Linked DNA regions of Mus musculus: regions 2 and 3 are each linked to region 1. A link is a contact called in public HiChIP or PLAC-seq and promoter capture Hi-C data. All regions are on one chromosome and are shown on one strand. The core of a region is the stretch at or near the end of the contact, and the rest is flanking DNA. Distances in the headings are between cores, read along the strand shown. Region 1 holds the start of Fbn1 (fibrillin 1). Region 2 overlaps Atp8b4 (ATPase, class I, type 8B, member 4). Region 3 overlaps Atp8b4 (ATPase, class I, type 8B, member 4).

The links. Promoter capture Hi-C pulls out the DNA fragments that hold promoters and counts their contacts. HiChIP or PLAC-seq counts read pairs in DNA pulled down with a chosen protein or histone mark.
Region 2: a contact with region 1 is called in a promoter capture Hi-C map of the HPC-7 cell line, with 2.5 times the contacts expected there. The contact joins the enhancer-like site here to the promoter of Fbn1 in region 1. A contact is called at or near these places in 7 of 39 promoter capture datasets (the C10 cell line, the HPC-7 cell line, embryonic stem cells and 4 more) and 1 of 115 datasets of contacts at active chromatin or transcription factors (stem cell-derived neural progenitor cells).
Region 3: an H3K27ac HiChIP or PLAC-seq map of the NIH/3T3 cell line shows a contact between it and region 1, with 5 times the contacts expected there. The contact joins the enhancer-like site here to the promoter of Fbn1 in region 1. A contact is called at or near these places in 11 of 39 promoter capture datasets (the 3T3-L1 cell line, the C10 cell line, cranial neural crest and 5 more), 5 of 115 datasets of contacts at active chromatin or transcription factors (the NIH/3T3 cell line, acute myeloid leukemia, embryonic forebrain and 2 more) and 1 of 9 other capture datasets (embryonic stem cells).

The regions. Positions count from the first base shown.
Region 1 is chr2:125,504,475-125,508,840 of GRCm38.p6, reverse strand. It overlaps Fbn1 (fibrillin 1), which reads left to right and starts at 2,403. Exons shown (of 66, transcript NM_007993.2): 1 at 2,403-2,502; 2 at 3,052-3,401. The coding sequence starts at 3,238.
Region 2 is chr2:126,357,067-126,361,584 of GRCm38.p6, reverse strand. It overlaps Atp8b4 (ATPase, class I, type 8B, member 4), which reads left to right. Exons shown (of 28, transcript NM_001080944.3): 22 at 2,634-2,817; 23 at 3,346-3,569. Among named protein-coding and RNA genes, the nearest start is that of Atp8b4, 130 kb to the left of the region's middle. Within about 2 kb of position 1,409, at least 40 of the 459 cell types and tissues checked have an H3K27ac peak or open chromatin away from gene starts, as enhancers often do.
Region 3 is chr2:126,456,968-126,461,705 of GRCm38.p6, reverse strand. Atp8b4 (ATPase, class I, type 8B, member 4) reads left to right here. Exons shown (of 28, transcript NM_001080944.3): 5 at 1,972-2,070; 6 at 3,402-3,463. Among named protein-coding and RNA genes, the nearest start is that of Atp8b4, 32 kb to the left of the region's middle. Within about 2 kb of position 2,830, at least 2 of the 459 cell types and tissues checked have an H3K27ac peak or open chromatin away from gene starts, as enhancers often do. A contact at or near this core is called in the NIH/3T3 cell line and acute myeloid leukemia, where this site is marked.

The DNA.
Region 1 (4,366 bases), core at 1,154-3,653:
AATGGAGTGGGTGAAAAATGGGGTGAGATTTTGAAGCTGTCATCATATCACTCCCCAGGAAGGAACTCCATTGGCTCTTTCAGTTATATCTATGGTTCTCTTTTGTAGGAAAAGCTGTTCCATGTGGAAGTCCAGGGGAGGAGAAACTGAAAGCGAAAGGCAGGCTGGAGGACTGCCGCAGCCCTTGCCAGCTCTCCACTTGCTGGGGAGAACTTGGTGATCATACTATGAGATAAATGGAACCCTTACTGGGGTTTGCTCTGTGCTACCTGGACAAAGCCTTCCGAGGGCCCTGCGTTCAGTCGCTCTGTTCCATTATGTTGCCAAGGAGCAGCCTCCAGGAGACAGGGGACAGGATCACATTGCCTCTTGCATACCACTTGAATACAGAGAAATCAGGCAGTTTCTAGATTGCACAGTGGGTTCAGAACAGCCTGATACACAGAGGTCAGACCAAAGTCCTCCCTAACCCCCAGAAACCTTGCTTCTGCCGACCATGGGACTATGGTTCCTCGGTTTGGACCCCTTTCCCACCTTTAGTAATATCCCTACCACCCCTTTGGATTTGTGGGGATCTTTGAAAAATAGCCATGTCAATGTCCACCACAGACTTTAAAAAACTGGGTCCTTGCCTATTTCTTTTTAAGTTCCTAGAACTTACTGTGTATCTATAGTTAAGAACTTTTGCTCTTTCTAAGTCGCCATGGTGCCTTAAAAGGGTTCAATGATACTTTATCAGGGAAGCCTCCTCTATTGGCCCTAGCCTATGTCTAGTCATGGTCACATACATCATCTAAGCAGTGCCCCGTGTTTGTTGGCATGTAACATATGAGCTACTATTTGTTTCAAGCTTGCCTTCCCTGTCGATCACCTGCTGTGCAAAGGGACTGAAACTCCTGGCTTACTTGCAAGTGATTCTGATTCATCCGTGGGCCAGGTGGCACAAGTGTTCAATAGCTACTTCTTCAATGAATGGTTCTTTATTTGACGACATTTGGAGTATATGTGCTCACTTGTGCGCATGCGTATGCCGAGTACGTTGGTCAGAGGACACATTCAGGAGTCTTTCCTTCCTTCTGCCAGGTAGTTCCTGGTGCTAGAACGCACGTTACCAGGCTTGGTGCTTTATTTGCTCAGAGCCATCTCCTGGCCCTCGAATGAATACCTCTTTTCTCACCTGAAGATGTAGGACGGAATCTCCAGTTCATGGATCTGTTAAGAGGATTTTTTTTTGAAAGTAAGACCTCAATTAAACTAGATAATATATTTAAATAATTATGAATTTAAATCAGTGTTTAAGTCTTCCTATTCAGGTATCGAAGCAGTGCAGTGAGTCCATTATCATGAGGCGTGGTCCATTTTGAAAAGAAGATGGAGTTGATAACATGCCTCGATCTCTATAATCTCATATCCGGGCACAAGATGTTGAAAACAAGAAAAATCCGGGTCAACAAGATGCGTGCATTCTTAGGGTAACTGTGTGGAAAGTGACAGTTGGTGACTGGAGTCCCTGGTCCCTGCGGTCGAGCCCGATGTGGATTTCAGACACCCCCACCCCACCCCAATCCCATGCATGTGTGTGTATGTGCTCTCTGTATAGTGTGTACACATGTGAAAATAGGGTTATTTTAGGAAACCCCATTCCTAACTGAGAGTTGGGCGGGAGGATTGTCTGAAACCCAAATCACAGGCCCCCACATCACAGACTGAGACTTTCGCAGCCTCTTCATTTAGCCTAGGTGAGTAGCTTGACCTGAGCCTCGGGAGAATTGCTCCTCCAGCGGGCTCCTGACACTGGCATGCCCCTTTCGCCGCCGCTAACCTGTTGGCTGGCTCAGTGGTGGTGGCCTCACCACAAGCCCTGCCTGAGCCTCGGAGCCTACAATTTCTCCTCCCAGCCAGACAGCAGAAGACTGGGCTGAGAAGCGAGGGCCACTGCCACAGAGCCCCTTTCCAGCCAGGGCCTCCTGGGCCTCGTTGGCCAAGGTGTCCAGCATGCGTTCTCCGCGCAGGTGGCCCAGCTCTCCGTGCTTCTGATCGCGGGAATCTCGGGTCTGGACCTCTCAGCCGCAGGCAGATCGGTCTAAACCGCTACTCCACCTCTTCCCATTCCCTCTCTTCCCCACCCTGGGACGGAATATCCCAGGCCAGGCAGGACTGGATCACCTCCGCCTCCTCCCAGGGCACTGATCCTGCGAATGAGGGAGGCCCGGGTCCGGGCGGTGGCTGGCAGAGGGGAGTGGAAAGGGAGGATAGATGGGGCCGGGGGTGGGGTGGTGATGGGGGGAGGTGGGGAGGGTGTCATTTTCTTTTTCTTTCTTTCTTTTTTTTAAAAAAGTATTTCTCTCGCGAGAAACCGCTGCGCGGACGATACTTGAAGAGGTGGGAAAGGAGGGGGCCGCAGAGTTGGGGCAGAGACTGTGGGTGCCACAGGCGGCCACAGCTGGGACAGCTGCGGAGCAGAGCAGCCACCGCCGCCTGAGAGTCCGAGCCGCTAGTCCAGTGGGTCTCATGGGGTCCCGCCAGGGTCGGGCGGCAGGCGGGTGGCTGGAGGGCCGTTTGCGCGGCATCCAGGGCAGGAGGCCGGGCAGGGTGAGGGGATGTCTCGAGCATCTGCAGCTGGCCCTCTCTGCCTGACAGCTGCAAGATCCGGGACTGCAGTGCCCTGCTCCACGTCGGATGCAGGGGACTGGCGGGGTTGGCCATGACCCGGTATGTGGGCGGAGAGGACCCTTTTTGGAGAGCTGGGGCGTCAGCCGTCACCGCGCGCAATCAGTGCCATTAAGACCGTGTAGGCAGTCCGCTCGCGGGACGCCTGGGCTCCCTAGGGACACGGTACTTGGCGCCGCGAGGCCACAGGGTCCGCGGATGCCAGTCGCCGGGTTCTGGCTCTGCAGCTAGTTGGGATCGAGTGGTCCTCGTTCCTCCGAGTAACTGCGCCACGCGCAGGCGGCGCGCGGTCTGGGCTCGGCACCGGGGACTGCGAGCTTTCAGCATCCCGGAGCCCTGAGTGTCTCACCTCCCCGCCTTGGGGACTTGTCTGTGTTGCAGGACAGGCAGGGACTACCCGAAGTGGGAGCAGTCCCTGGAGAAGAAAGCTGTAGGACCCAGGCCGGGGACCTCTCTGCATCAGGACAGCCGGACAGTGAGACAGCGGGACCCCGGAGACTCGGGCCGCTGGAAGGCGCGGCGGCGGCGGCGGCGGCGGCGGCGGAGCGAGTGGCGGCCGGCGGCACCATGCGGCGAGGAGGGCTGCTGGAGGTCGCGCTGGCGTTCGCCCTGCTCCTCGAGTCCTACACGAGCCATGGGGCGGACGCCAATTTGGAGGCTGGGAGCCTGAAGGAGACCAGAGCCAATCGGGCCAAGAGAAGAGGCGGCGGAGGACACGATGCGCTGAAAGGGTAAGGGAAGCTCCCAGCTGCTTCGGTGTGCCTCCCCTCGCCCTTCTTGGGACTTTAAGATCCACAGCAACTGACAGGGCAGGTTCTGGCCCGTAGAGGACCCTGGGTGAGATCCCCGGGAGACAGCCTGGAAGTGCCAAAGTTACTCGGTCATCAACTCTTGTTCAGATAACTCGCCTTGTTCCTGGCCCAGAGGAGAAGTCCTGGCTGGAGGGAATCCTGGGCCATTGTTGAAGCAGATTTGGGGAGGCGAGAATGGTTCCTTGTGGAAGAAGGGGAGGAGCTGAAACCCAGAGAAAGGGAGAAGCCCACTGCTTCTGCTGCTTACCAATTCCAGTTGCAGGGAGAAGTGCTTTTCCCGTGTGGGCATCAGCTATTTGGGAGGCATCGCTGAAAGGGAAGAATCCAGAGACTGAGATGAGATGCGTGGTCAGGAGATGGTCCTTCCTTTAAGTCATTCTCATGAAAACCAGAGCTGTACACTCGCGTTCAGACACCTACCCTGGAAGTTTGTAAGGCAGAGGGTTTTGAACACTAGTGTCCGGCCTGCGTGAGCTCTGCATGCAGCTGTGGCTGGCTCTAAATGGGTGTTCATGCGGTATCTTCTTGGAAAGCCCTGTACTATCAGCTTCCCATGCCCTAGTGTTGCAGCTGGGATGACTTAAATCGGTCAGGTTGGCTGTCTAAGGCTTGGCAGTTTCCGGAGCTGAAGGAGATGGAAATAATTCCCCTAAGAGTTTTTAATCGTTTAAAAAGGACAATCTCTGAGATTAAGTTGGAGTCTCTATTAGAAGTGGTAAGATAGAAATAAACGGCCACAGTTCTGTCCTTTGGAAGAGCCTGCTCAATGATTCAAGCGAGTGCACATGCTGAAGTTTCTTGTCATTCTAGGGGTGCATTTTTCCTGACTTGATAAGAGTTCAGTAAATGGGTGGAAAATTGATTTTAATGTTCTCAAGAGGCCT
Region 2 (4,518 bases), core at 160-2,659, 850 kb before region 1:
GACATCATTGTTTGAAGGATCGCACTGGATGTGAGGCTCTGGAGAAACAGTTCGCAGGGAGTCTATGAGTTCTGCCTAAACGGTTACTTCCGTTGCTTCGCAGAACGGTTTAAACGCTTTTGGAAGACGGTGGGGGATGGCGCAGATCAGTTTTTCAGTTACCGTTCTTGCGAAGGTTTGTGATTTGCGAGTCATAACCTGACCTTCACAGAATTACCACGCCAAATCATTGCCATTAAGATACCTCTGGTGGTTTTTCTAAATAGCAACGTTCTGCAGCAAAGCCAAACGATTTGATTTCATTAGGAAATCTGGCTCTTGTCATAATAGAATAAACTTGCATTGTACTTCTAACGCAGTTCAGGTTCCAAGCCCCAAACAAAACTCAACCGCTCCTCCTGAGTCTCTAATTAGAATACAAAAGCCCCGACTGCAGTCTCGTGAAATTATCATTTCTATGTACAAAGAACTTAATCTCACATCTTTCTTTGGCTTTGGTGCTCATTTTTCACTTTGGAGTTTGGAAAAAATGAACGTTTGTTCTTGAAGGCAGTTTCTTAGTGGACAAAAGAAGTTGGAGCTGAGTCTATTAGATTCCCCCTTGTGACCGTCCGCCTGTTAGCTCCTAGCTCTCTAAGCACTATCCAGCTGGATCCCAGACGCAGCAGAGTGCTGCTTCCACACCGTGGAAAGTTACAGAGCTCAGCTGCAGGCCAAGCTCAGTCAAAAACTGGTCCAGATGACATGAACTTTTCCCTTGCACAGATGAACACCAACTGAAAGTTATGTCTGTCTGCTGAGATCTGGAGTTGAGTGGCCTGGGCAGCTCGGTAGGACAGGATCCCTCCTGTATTATGCTTTTGACAGGCCCCTGGGCTTGAGGAAGCAGTGTTTGTAGGGCATGGGCTTTCTGGTGATAGTCACCTAGCCTGTCTTTTCCTCTGTTGAAAGAAGGCTCTAAGCTGGAAGCTCTTCAGGAGCCCTGTTTGCTTCAAAGCCCTGTGCTCATGAAACCATGAGATGTCCTTCTTCAGTTAGGGAGAATTGTCTGTATTTTTGCTAGTACAGTCAGGTTTTGTTTGCTTTCTTTTTAAATCATAGCTCCAGTTCTCTCAAATTCTGAAGCTTTTCTGAATGTATCCAGGTCTGTCTTCATCAAAACCCAAGTCTACGTTTAACTTGTTGATAATAAAGAAAAATGAGCAGAGGCAAAAGGGGCCATTCTGAGCAAAAGAGCCAGTTATATGCCTTGTCTTTCAGAACATGTGGTATATTTGAGAATGATGGTCCACAGTTTTCTGAGGCATATAGACTTTGATATAGAATTTTTCTGCACCAGAGTCACAGCTTTGGCCTCATTTACCCACCCATTGCCTCATACCATTTTCATTGTTTACACAGACTGGCCAGGTCACAGTGCTAGAGAGTGGCCGAGAACTCAGACATGATTGGAGCATAGTCCTTGTTTGGGAGATCACAGTATAGTTCTGATAGAAGTATGACAGATACTGCAAAAGAGGCATTAATGCAATGCCTTTAGAGCACAGAAATAGGCACGTTTAATTATTTGTTTAAAAAATAAACAGAGGAGACTTTCTGGCAGAGCGGATGTTATTGAGTAAAAATGCTAGCAAATACAAAGATATAAAGGCAGTCTTTTAAGTAGCAATGCAGCCTGATGGGAATTATAAGAGGACCTAAAGGTGCTACCGAACAGAGCCCCTGAAGATATGCGGGCCAAACTGGAGTGGGCTGCGAGTGTCTCACTAAGGGTTCACTCTAAATAGCTGTTACTCAACAGCAGACTCATGTTTTCTCTGAATGTGTCTAACATAGAGTACAACGTGAGATGTTTCTAGAAATGTAATTGTCCAAAAAAGTTAATTGGAGAGAATCATGTTCTCTTTTCAGTAATTGCTGAGGGTATAGAAAGGCTCTTGGTATGTGGAACAAGGGTAGGAATTGGTTGGGGAATCCTGACTGAGGCCCAAGTTGCCTGTCTCCCTCCTATTCAGGCTCCTGATTTCAGCCACAGTGTTTTGCTAGGGACAGCCTCTGCTCAGGTCCTTTTCATCTTGCCTATGCGTTGGCAGTCACAAACACTAAGTCTACAAAACAGTGCAAAGGACACTAGCAGTGTGCCATGTAGAAATCACCATGGTTGGCAGTTCATATCAGCAGGTTCTAGCTGTTGCTTCTATTGATTTTCAGTAGTTCCTAGTAGAACTTTATAGTAATATATATATTTTTTTAGACAGGGTTTCTCTGTATAGCCCTGGCTATCCTGGAACTCATTTTGTAGACCAGGCTGGCCTTGAACTCAGAAATCTGCCTGCCTCTGCCTCCCAAGTGCTCGGATTAAAGGCGTGCGCCACCACTGCCCAGTACATAGCAAGATCTTGCCAAGATGGCATGGTAACATATCAAGGAGGCACACTGAGGACATAGCTCTTATTTTTATGTTAAATTCCCTTGAAACTTGCCAACAGCTCAGTATTCATGTCTTGTTACTGATTCTGTAACCCTGAATTGATCAAGTAATGAAATGGTTCTGAAATGAAGTCAGTCAAGAACCATGCTATTTGCTTTGTAATTTACAATCGTCATGTGTTCTGTTTGCTTTGATGACACAGGCCCATGCCCTTGAAAGTGATGTCGAGAACGATCTTTTGGAGCTCGCCTGTGTGTGTAAGACTGTGGTTTGCTGCAGAGTCACCCCACTCCAGAAAGCCCAAGTAGTAGAGTTGGTAAAAAAGCACAGAAATGCTGTGACTTTGGCCATTGGTGATGGGGCCAACGATGTCAGCATGATTAAAAGTAAGAGGGTATTTTCTCAATGAGACATACTGCACGCATGGAGTCCTGCTTCAGCCTGTGATGCAATGTAATAGCAATGTTCATTCGTTTAATTTTACCATGGTTCTTATAAAAATTATACTTTCTGGGCAGCACTTACATAACTACTAGTACCTCTAAGGCATTTCTCTTCAGTTAAAACACCTGCATATTTCTTAGTTTAGAAAAGGGCATTGCTTGCCTTCTACAGTTTGAGAGGGAGAGACCACTCAGGGCAGGTAAAAGCAGCCAGCGCTTCGTTCCTAGCAGCTGGGGTTGGTTCCATCTTTGATATTTACAAGTGTAAAGTGCAAATTTCCAACCTTTACCCAGCCCAGTTTTCTCTTAGATAAAACTAGGATCAATACTTAACCATGTGACTAGTTCAGGATATATGTGAAAAACCATAATAATTATTATAGTTATACAGTTACAAAAAATGGCTAACATAAAAGAGGAATAAGTTTCTTAAAGATGCTGCAACTCTTTCTCATCTTCTTTTCCCTCTAGGTGCCCACATTGGCATTGGCATCAGTGGTCAGGAAGGACTGCAAGCAGTCTTAGCCAGTGACTATGCATTGGCTCAGTTTAGATATCTCCAACGACTGCTTCTTGTTCATGGAAGGTGGTCCTACTACAGGATGTGCAAGTTCTTATGCTATTTCTTCTACAAGAACTTTGCGTTCACCCTTGTGCACTTCTGGTTTGCCTTCTTCTGTGGCTTCTCGGCACAGGTAAGTAAAGTGCACCCTTATAATTCCTCCCATGAATGGCTCCCACTCTCCAGACTGTCTTACTGATAAAGAAAAGATACTTCTATGCCTGATCCAAGACAGTATAACCATTCGGTGATTTGAGTGCTGATGAGCTTTGAATCCAACCCACATAAAAATAGCTGGAATTTTTCTTATGTATAGAGTAACTAATTACAGTATCTTGCATATCTTTTAGCTTTTTATGAAATGTGTTGGTTTGATAACAGATAAGCCTTATGAAGAATTTTTAATATATATTTGTATTCTTTAAAAATCTCACACAGTCATAGTACACCCACCTCATTTGCAATTCCTTCCAGATCTGTTTCCTCTCCACCTCCCAAATTTATGTCTTAAAACCTTATCACTTGCCAAATCCAATTTGTGCTGCCCATAAACTTGTGGATGTAGGGCCATTCATTGGTACATGGTCAACCTACCGGGGCTCACAGACTTAAAGAAAACTGAGTTTCTCTCCACTTGTCAGTCATCAACCTCTAAAAGCTCCTTAGCCAAGCCGATGGGTGGGTCATGAGCACCTCTCCTGTATAGGCTAGAGTGGTGCCTGGCCTGATCTTTGCAGGCCTCATGCAGGCAACCACAGTCCCTGTGTGTTCATTAGTGCAGGGCCTTGTGTCCTGAGGAGACCGGTTTCTCACTGGCATCTTCCTCCTTTGTTCTGATCTCTGGCTCCTATGGTCTTTCTGTCCCTTCTTCCTCTGTAGTTCCTCAGGGAGATGAGGCGTGCAATAGATGCCCTATTTATGGCCATGCACTCTGCAGACACTCTACATTTCGATCAGTTGTGAGTTTCTGTATTAAGTGTCATCCACTGCACAGAGAAACTTTTTTGATGTGTTTTAAAAGCTACACTACCTGATGGGTACAGAGATAGGAATTTAGAGGGTAGTATGATATTTTACACCAA
Region 3 (4,738 bases), core at 1,581-4,080, 950 kb before region 1:
GTTTTCTTCCACATTGTCAGGTCCTACCTATCTGGCAGTTTAGCCAGCTTCACAAGTCCTCCAACTCCTATGAAGAATGAGAGAGGGAGAGGGAGAGGGAGAGGGATCGAGGAGAGAATCACTTTTTTGTTGCTATTAGCTCTGATTGCAGCTGTCTCCTAAGTCAGTCACTGTTGGTCAAGGATTTCCTGCAGTTATTTTCTTGAGCAGATGTCAAGACACTGGCCAGGATGAAGTCAATGCAATAAACCTAAAAGAACTGAAATTAGAGGGTTTGAAATATCCCTAAGAAAAAAGATATATTTAAAAATAACTGTATATTTCTTGTGCAAACAAAACAAAACAAAACAAAAAACAAAAAAACAAAAAACAAAACCAAAAATCAGATTAGACCATATCAGACCAGACCAGACCATACTAGATGAAACTGACCAACCAAAAACACTTAATGAATGAACAAATTGCTCTTCATGAAAGGAAATATAGCCCAGGGTCTCTCCTTCCAGTGTCAGAAAATTGCTTTTGGCTTCTTGATGAGGCCTTTCACAGCATGTCAGAATTTGGAATTTATTTTTCTAATGACATCCTTACTTAGAGTCTCAGGCTTTTGTTCATACAATTTAATATTTGGAAGGGACAGTTGAGATGCTCTGTTTAGTATTTTATTGATGAATGTCTGGGAGCTGTGAAGGGGAGATGATGTGTAAAGCGATAGATCAGCAATCGGGGAGCAATAGTGGGGTCTTCTGCTACTCACCCAGTGTTTCTCTAGGAACCTTTTGCTTTGTTTTTGTATTGTGTCTCTTTAAGTTATTTTTATTTGAACTAGCATGTAATGATATTCATATTTATGAGCTATAGTACAATTCAGATTATGCATACAGTATGTAATGGTCAAGTTAGGGTAATTAGCTTTCTACATCCTTAGGCATTGATCATTACTTTGTGTTGGGGAGCCTTGACCGTGTATCTTCAGGTTGCTTATTTGATCTGTAGTCACCAAATGTGTTGTAGGATGCTGAAACTTACGTCTATTAACACTCAGGTTTTTTTTTTTTTCTTTTTTGAGGTTTAAGGAAGTGCACAGAATCTATTATATACAATCGATTTAGGTTTGAATTATTTGTCAGGCTTGATCCACCCCCCCACCCCCGCCCATGAGAGTCTCTACTGGACTGCTCTCTGCCTGACAGTCCTGAAGCAGATTCCCAGTGAATCCGATTTGATTAAAAAACAAACCAAAACACACTTGTCTAATAGGGTCATGTGCTTGTTACTAAGTCTGCCTTAGGTAGAGGCACACAGGGATAGTGTGGGAGTCAAAGAGACCCAGGTACATATTTTAGCAGTCTTTGTGCTTGCTAGGATTTTCAATGCCTTATATGCTTCAGTTATAAAACTGGGATAGGGAAATAAGGACATGATATTAGTTCTGACTCATTCACAATGTATTCTGTGCACAGTCAGGAAAGCATTACTAATGTGAATACATAGCCCATGAGTTTGTTCAAATCATTCTAGCATAGAAACTAACTCAAAATTTCAGAGCATCCAGTGATTTAAGATGCAGATACCCGCTAGCCCCTTTCTAAGGTAGATGATCAATGGCTCTCTGGCAAGTGTTATGAAGAGAGATTGGTAACTTCCTAAAGACTGAGATGAGAAGCTGAGGCACCAGTGACAATGCCACAGCCAGCTGAAAGATGTGTGTTGGAGAAAGAGCTCAAGGAGCCCGTTTTTAAGTTTTTATTTTTAATTTTAATCAGTTTGAAAGTTGGCATAAAGGTATTTCTCAATGTGTTTTGCAATTGAATGCATGTAATTGAATCATCTTAGCTAGTTTACTTTTGTACGAATAGCCGATCATAATCTCATTTATTTCTATAAGTCTTATACAATTAATTGACAAAGTTTGGAAGATGATGTACTTCTAATTTAAAAAATCTTAAACGATGGAAAATGTTGCTTCAGCTCATTCCAGAAATCTCTTCCCTGACATGGTTCACCACCATTGTGCCACTGGTCCTGGTGATCTCGATGACGGCTGTCAAGGATGCCACCGACGACTATGTGAGTATTCATGCCTGAGAAGGCTTGGTGTTTCCCTTTAATTGTATTTCTACCTTTTCAGAAACAGAGACCTAGCCAGTGGGGCTAAAGAATAGTCAAGGGTGAGACAGAGAGGAAGGCTTGTAATTAATTTATGTGATGCTCCTTCACAGTTGTTGTATGCATAATTTTTAATAAATCTATAATTTGATGTGAGCCATCTAAAACTGGCCATACACAAGTGTATAATGCACTTGCTTAATGTGGTATGTGTTCGTCCCCTAATGAAGTGCTTAATGAGTTTCAAGGTACACACTGACACTGTGACATCCAGGGTGAAAAAAAGAGAGCCTGACACAACTATGATGTATGTGTATGTGTGTTTTTGTATGTGTATGTATGCATGCATGTATCTATGTATACACATATATTTTGAAATACAAAAGGGAAATCACTTATTCTTCTGATTATGTCTATGAACTAAAGCTTCATGCCTCCGACATCACACCAGTTCATCTGAGGGTGTGCACTAACATGCTGAGATACCTTTGTCCCTGAGTAAGCTTATTGTCTCTTTGATACATGTGTCTCTAATTTGGGCTCTTGTTATTGGACCTTGACAGCTCATATAGAAGCTCTTATCTGAATGGCTTCTAGTTTCAGAGCCTAAAGGGAAGCTCTTCATATTTGCATTTTTCCTAGAGATAGAAGATGGTTGCTTTGCTGGAGCATATGAAGCAATATGAAGCATTATATAGTCTGACCACTTGGTCATAAAACATAAACCCTTGGCCAAGTGTGACTCAGCATTTCATTCTTATTTCTGTTTTAAGTGAGTGGTGTTTCATAATATCACTGTTAACAATTAGGATTTCTGAAGAATAAAATATATGTTGTTAAAAGTAATTTCTCGGTTTTTAAAACCACAGTGCAGACTGATCCGCTATAGCAAGTGCAGAGTGCCCCTGTGAGGGATAGAACTTGCAGTTCCTGGTGGAAGTTCTCAAAACTGTGTGGGTTTTCTCTGGACTACAAGGCAAATGGCGTGCTGTGTTCTTAGAAGCAAGTAGAAATGTGTAAGGATTAGAGTTGTGGGTCTAGCGTGCAGCATATGTGTGCATATGAGTGCACACACAGAGAGAAGATTCCGGTGGTGATGTGTGTGCCAGGATGAGATGTAGGGAGGTGAGCATTGATTACGTGTATGGGACTCTGCTCCAGGTAAGTGCAAGCTGTGCTCATATTTGGACAGTAACATTGTCTAAATAGACTAACTCGAAATATGCCCAGTGCTGCTGTTAGGATTGATGAAGTGTGACTTAAGATAGGTCTCTCTTAAATTTTTTTTTCAGTTCCGTCACAAGAGTGATAATCAAGTGAATAACCGGCAGTCTAAGGTGCTCATCAATAGCAAGTAAGAAATCCGTTCTCTGGCCTGCCTGCCTGCCTGCCTGCCTGCCTGCCTGCCTGCCTGCCTGCCTGCCTTCCTTCCTTCCTTCCTTCCTTCCTTCCTTCCTTCCTTCCTTCCTTCCTTCCTTCCTCCCACCGTTCCTCTGTTCCTCCGTTCCTCCCTCCCTCCCTCCCTCCTTCTTCCCTTCCTCCCTGCTTCCCTCCTTCTTTTCTTTTTTCTTTTTAAAGATTTATTTTATATATAGTGTTCTGCCTGCATATATGCCTGCAGGCCAGAAGAGGGCACCAGATCCCATTATAGATGGTCATGAGCCACCATGTGGTTTCTGGGAATTGAACTCAGGACCTCTGGAAGAGCAGTCAGTGCTCTTAACCTCTGAGCCATGTCTCTAGCCCTCTTTGGATTTTTAAATGATTGGTGGCTTTCTATTTTAATTATATGAATATTTCTGTCCTTTAACTTATTGGAAATTGAAGTATATCTTGATCATCGTTTCATGAGTCTTTTTCACACCTAGCAAATTCTTTGGGAGTTTCTTTTGTGGAACACAGACATGTATTTGATATTATAGTACCAAGAAAGTAGCAATGATAGGTTTTTATATGCCTCCTATAGTTGATTTAGAATACATTATCCATAGTCACATGGATTTCCCTCGTATTTAATTTCATGCATTGATAAATACCATCCATGGAAGCAGAACTAACATCAGCAGTGACTTCAGACACGAGTATGTTTACCCAAAGAACAGGGAAAACACTAGAGAATTGGGAAGGAAAACTCCAAGCTCCTTTCCAATGTTTCTTTTTATCTTACTTACTTTTTTGTATGGACCACTTTCCATATCTTTTAAATTTTTAATGAATTTCCTAGCTTATGAAGTAATAGGTTCCGTGTTTTTAGACATGTATCATTTGTGTGATTCTCCATCTTCCTTGCCCCCTTTCCACTGCACCCTCTCACCTCCAGCATCCTCCTGGTCCAAATGTTCTACCGCCTTCCCCAGTATCCTCTTTTAAAGGTTCTCTATTTTTCCAGCCTCATGGGCTCCTTTCTCATTTTGTGGGCTCTAGTCCAATTTACTCCCATCTTGACACACACATTTAAGAGTTATAGGCTAGGATCCACATATGAGGGAGAATATACAGATTTGTCTTAGCCTGGGTAAATAGAATGTCCCGCTGAGAGGTGCCTCAGCGGTTAAGAGCATTTGTTCTTGAAAATGAGTTCCCAGAACTCACAACTGGCAACTCACAACTGCCTGTAACTTTAGCTCTC